Regions from separate parts of the Ovis aries genome. Here region 1 is linked to region 2. A link is a contact called in public Hi-C data. All regions are on one chromosome and are shown on one strand. Each heading gives the region's core, a stretch centred on a gene start, on an enhancer-like site or on the middle of the called end of the contact. The rest is flanking DNA. Distances are from core to core; before and after follow the strand shown.

Region 1 (2,700 bases), core at 162-2,661, 120 kb before region 2:
CTTTCCTTGCCCTTGAAGATAGGATGTCCTGCAGCCAGCTCTGGGAGGGACACATCTCAGGGTGTTTGTGGGGTGTCCTGCTGCTCAGACCTCCTGCAGAGGCTGGAAATCGCCCATGGGCTCCAGGCCTTCCTGCCTACCAACCCCCACTGTCCCCCCAACCCCTCCCCTCTGCCCCAACATACACATGTCTTAATTGAGCAGGAAGTTGTTATTTTCTGACGGTGCTGGAAACCAGACCCAAGCCTATTATGGAAACCCAGATGGCACTTCAAAGTTGGAGGGCCATACACTTTCCTGTTGGGTGGGAGGAAGGCCAACTGTATTTTCCTATTAGCCTTGGGTTTCTTTCAGACTCCGGGCAGCATCACGAATCCTAGGCTCTCGGGATTTGACGGGACCGACCTTCACGTTCAGCAGGCCCTCACACCTGCCTGATTGGATTTCCCCCGTCCTGTCCCTTTGAACTCACAGTCCAGCTTCTGCCAACACACCCGGCTGACCAAGGGCCTTCCTCCTGTTTCAGATGCTCCAACTGTGAGTTAAAATTTGAGTGGAAACCTCCCTCCCCTCCTCCCCTTTTCCTCCTACCCAGCCTGGGTTTCTGAAAGGCGAGTTGAAGGTCCCCCTCCCCGCCTCCCTTCCTGATGCCCTCCCCCACTCCTCTACTGAAGCCCTGTAGACCAGGGGGGCTCATCTCAATATTTCCGCATCTAGACCCTCTCCTCCCCGCTGCTTGACTCCTTTGCGTGTTGGGCACTGTCTGGTCCTTGGCTCGTCTTCACCCACCTGTGTAGGTGCAGGCGTGCCCAGGTTTCCCCCTTTTCTCTCAGGACCATATCCCCTACCAACAGCCTTGCACCCTTCATCTGTGTGCCTGCTGGAGTCTCAAGTCAACACACCCAAAACATGGCAGGGACCCCCTGCCCCTTGTTTCTCCCCCTTTTTGCTCATCCTGAGTCAAAATAGCCTGAGTCAAAAAACATGGTTCCTATCAGTATCTATTGATGACACTGTGCAAGGGTCGGGTTCTTGCAGAACTTGCATTTTCATGGGGGGGACAGAGGATACCTCACAGGCTTCGTGAAGTGATGAAAGCCATGAGGGCCAGCTCAGGGAGAGGCCGGGGGTGGGAAGGGGCACTGGGCTGACGAGGCTTGGTCAGGATAGCCCCTGTTGAGAACGTGAGATCTGAAAAAGGCTTGAAGGAGGGGAAGAACATTCCAGGCAGAGAGGCTGGAGAAGCCCTCAGACAGCTTGAGAATCAGAGATTGTCTTTCGGCGGCTCTGAGATGGACAGAGCCCCTTGGTTTCTGACATCATAGCTGCTGCTCTGATCTGGGCCCCCTCCAAGAGCTGCTGAGCAGAGGCCCCAGCACAGGGTTTCTCTGGGATGTTGACGGTACAGCCTGTTGGCCAGCGTGGCTGGCACTGAGTGTCCAACTCTTGTGACTGAGGCGGGCGCCGCTTGGTGTCAGGCGTGCCCTGAGGCCCCAGGGCCCCTGGCCAACTGTGTGAGCCACCCATGCCTGTGGATGTTGGCTCCACGGGCTGAGAGTCCAGGCAGCAGCACCTCCTGCAGACCCCCAACAGCCCTGCCTCTCCTCCCCCCACCCCTCATCCCTGCCATCCTTGAGCCTCCCAGGCTGGGCAGATTTTTCTGCACAGGGATGGTGGCAGAATCTGGGGTCCCCCAATCACACTGTGGGAAACCGAGCCTTTCATGATGAAGGGCTTACAAAACCCCCGTTGGAGATGGATGAGTAGAGAAAACAGAAGGAAACAAGAGGAGACGTGGGTCTGGCCCAGGCTTGCTCCTGGTTAAGCTGCCTGTCAGTGGCCAAGTCACTTAACCCATCCTTACCTTGGTGTCTACGTCTGTAAAATGGTTTAATAATATCTGTCCCCTAAAGACTTCAGAGGATGGAGCTTAATGAATGAGGTCCATTAGACTCCTCAGAAGAAAGGTGTAACTAAATATAAAGCACTATTGTAATTAGCTCTCAGGCTCTTTAAACCTTGTTGCATCTTGTTTTAAGAGAGTTACCATGACAACAAGTTTGTTTGAAAAACACACGTAGAAGAGGCGTGGCTGTAACTCTCACAATAATAAGTGAACTCTATTTCGCTGGTTTCTGTTGCAACTAAGAAGCTCCCTTCTCCTTAGCTGCCTTAGTGGTCTTCTCTGGACAGCCAGCCACCGTTGTGACTGTTAACTTCTGCATCTGTGGCGAGACCTGTGTGGTTATTCTCCCGTGCACACAGCAGGCACTTAATTAATAATTCTGAGTTAATGAGCTCCACAGGCTCTGGGTGTTTGTTGGGCTGTATAAATTGGAGATATGGTCATGCTATTAACCACGCTGACTCTATTAGTCAGGGATCCCCAGAGAACAGAACCAATAGGAGATTTTAGACCTACATAAAGAGATTTACTATTAGCAATTAATTGGCCCATGTGATGATGAAGGCTGACAAGTCCCAAGCCATGCAGCCAGCAAGCTGGCTTGCGTCTTTCCCAAGAAGAGCCAGATTTTCAGTCTGAGTCCAAAGGTCAGAGAAAGACCAGTGTCCGAGCTCACAGTCAGGCGTGAGGAGTTCCCTCTAGTTCTGCCTTCCTGTTACGTTCAGGCTCCAGATGACCGGACCAGGCCCACTCGCCGTGGGGAGGGCCATCTGCTTCGCCCAGTCGACCCCATT
Region 2 (2,700 bases), core at 18-2,517:
ACATGACTTTGCCAACAAAGGTCTGAATAGTCAAAGCTATGGTTTCCCCAGTAGTCATATATGGATGTTGGAGTTGGACCATAAAGAAAGCTGAGCACGGAAGAATTGATGCTTTCGAACTGTGGTGTTGGAGAAGACTCTTGAGAGTCCCTTGGACTGTAAGGAGACCAAACCAGTCCATCCTAAAGGAAATAAATCCTGAATATTCACTGGAAGGACTGAGGATAAAGCTCCAATACTTTGGCCACCTGATTTGATGAGCCCACTGATTAGAAAAAGACCCCGATGCTGGGAAAGATTGAAGGCAGGAGAAGGGGACGCCAGAGGATGAGATGGCTGGATGGCATCACTGACTCAACCAGCAGGAGTCTGACCAAGCTCCAGGAGGAGATGGTTAAGGACAGGGACGCCTGGCGTGCTGCAATCCCTGGGGTCGCAGAGTCGGAAACGATTGAGCGACTGAACAACAATACAAAGGACAGTGGATCGCCCGGTGGCTTGCAGACCTGTTACCTCCCACCCCTTGCCCTAACGCCCTTAGACGAGTCTGGTTTAAGCGCAACGTGCCTCTTCGCATGTCCTCGGCTGCCTGCTACCTTCTAGGAAGACACCCGGACATGTCAGACGCGGTTCAATACGCTCAGCGGCTCGAGAGCTGCCCAAAGCTGTGCCTCTTAATTTGCCCGCTGACCACTGCCCCTTCTGCCTCCTGCCCCACTTCTTCGTGGGGTGGAGCTGCTCCAGGATCACCTCCAGGTCCTCCCACCGGCATATACAGACGCCCCGCAGAAAGAAAGAAGGGCCCGGGGTCCGCCAGGTGGGGTCCACGTGGCCCGCTCGCGCCCAGCGATTTCCGTTCTCTGCCCGAGGGCACGCGGCATTTGATGCCAGGTGGAAGGAGAGCGCTGGCTTGGCGCACAGGCTGCCATCCGGCGGGCGTTCAGAGGCAGGTTTTGCAATCCTTCGGCTGGCGTGCGAGCGGCTACCCGCCTTAGGCGGCCAGCCAGGCGCGCGGAGCCCCGGGGAGCCCGCGGCTGGTGCGCATGCGTGGGCCGGCGGCGGGCCCGGGAGGGGCGGGGTTGGGCGGGGCTGGGAGGTGCTGACGTTGATCCGCCGGCGACCCCCACCCCTCCCTCTCCCCGTCCCGAGTTGGCCCCGCCCCCTCCCTGGGAGGACGCCCGGACGGAACCGATCGCGGCTGGTTTGAGCTGGTGTGTCTCCATGACGACACGCGCGGCGCTATAAGTAGCGGCGCGGCGGCGCGCCGGGCTTTGTCAGTTCCCCCTCAGCCTCCGCCGCCGCCGCCCCTCTGCCAGCGCTCCGGCGCCACCTCGGGCCGGCAGTCCTCCGCGGGAGGGAGCGAGGCGGCGGGCGGCCGGGCGAGCGGCTGACGGGGGCGGCGGGGCGGCCGGCGGGTCCTTTAGCGCTCGGCGGCGGCGCGTTGTCTCCATGGGGTTGGCCCGCCGCGCCCCTGCGCTCTGAGGTAAAAGAGGGGTCGCGTCCGGGCGGTAGGGAGGCCGGCGGGCGGGCGGGCTGGCGCGGGTGAGGGGCGGGGGGTGCCGGCCACGTGTCCCGGAGGCCGGAGCATAGCGGGCCCCTGGAGCTGCGAGGACACGTGGTCGCAGAGCCCGGCCCGTCGGCCTTGGGGGTCCCGGGTGGAGCCGGAACCCGACCCCTCCCGGCTCAAGGGCAGCCTGGCGCTGGGGCGGCCCAGGGTTCACCTTTTCTGAACCACGTCAGTGAGGGTTTTCTGAGCCGGAAGCTCTTTGAGGAGATCGATCCTTCAGCCGCTATTTTTTTTAAACCCATGTGGTGGTCCGGCAGCAGGTGCAGGAGGAGGCAGGAGGCGAGCCCGGCACAAGTCTCGGGGTGCCGGCCTCCCGTGCACGTGCCGTTCCGCCGTGTTGCCCTGGAATTTCCTTTTTTTTTTTTTTCAGTCCCCCCCCCCCCTGCTGTGTGTACAGAGCGAATGGCCCAATATAGAAAGCCACTCAGATCGCTAGAGCTGAGATAACCCGTGTGTAACTGATACTGCTCGGCCGGACTTAGAAATGTTGATGGAATCTTTGACTTGGTGATTTAGGAAAAGTCCTTAGATTATTAAGATCAGACGAACGACTAAGACGTAGGAGCCAGTCACAAGATTTTCCCCAAACGGCCGACTGTTTGAGAATCCGAAATAACGAGGGAAGATGTGGGGAGCAGAACCTTTTAGGAGTGTCTAGTAGGGAGGACAAAATGTGCTAATTTCATTCAAACCTAAAATTTAATCGATTTGTAAAATTTTCAGTTGCGGTTTGAGTTGGTACCTGTCTAACGTTTCCCAATTGGCAAAAAATAATTTCATACCAGAGAAGGACCATGTTTTGCTAATCCATGTCAGTTTAAGTAACGTAGCCATATAGAAAAAAACACCCAAAGGTGTTCTAGGGTGAACTTTCTCTGTATCAAAAGTTACTGAAGAAAAGCTTTGAAAGATACAAGGAAGCAAAATACTTAATAGTGATGTGTTTCAGAGAAATACACACTTGTAAATTTAAGCCTGAATGTTGTCTTTTTTTTTTTTTTTTTTTTTTTTTTTAAAAACCCTAAACGGCCCAGTCTATCACTGGTGACCCTATTTAAATGTTAACTTTTGTAGACAGAATGTGTGTGCTGGCGGTCTGTTCCCTTCCCCTAAGGGCAAATTAGGAAGCTAGG

Evidence for each region. Hi-C and Micro-C count contacts between places; a contact is called where the count stands out from the background.
Region 1: a contact with region 2 is called in a Hi-C map of hypothalamus, with 2.5 times the contacts expected there. The contact joins the enhancer-like site here to the promoter of ODC1 in region 2. A contact is called at or near these places in 2 of 16 Hi-C or Micro-C datasets (hypothalamus and tail adipose tissue).

Annotation. Positions count from the first base shown.
Region 1 is chr3:19,725,017-19,727,716 of ARS-UI_Ramb_v3.0, reverse strand. No RefSeq gene overlaps it. Among named protein-coding and RNA genes, the nearest start is that of NOL10, 100 kb to the left of the region's middle. Within about 2 kb of position 1,411, at least 10 of the 54 cell types and tissues checked have an H3K27ac peak or open chromatin away from gene starts, as enhancers often do. A contact at or near this core is called in hypothalamus, where this site is marked.
Region 2 is chr3:19,602,093-19,604,792 of ARS-UI_Ramb_v3.0, reverse strand. It overlaps ODC1 (ornithine decarboxylase 1), which reads left to right and starts at 1,267. Exons shown (of 12, transcript XM_015094220.4): 1 at 1,267-1,483.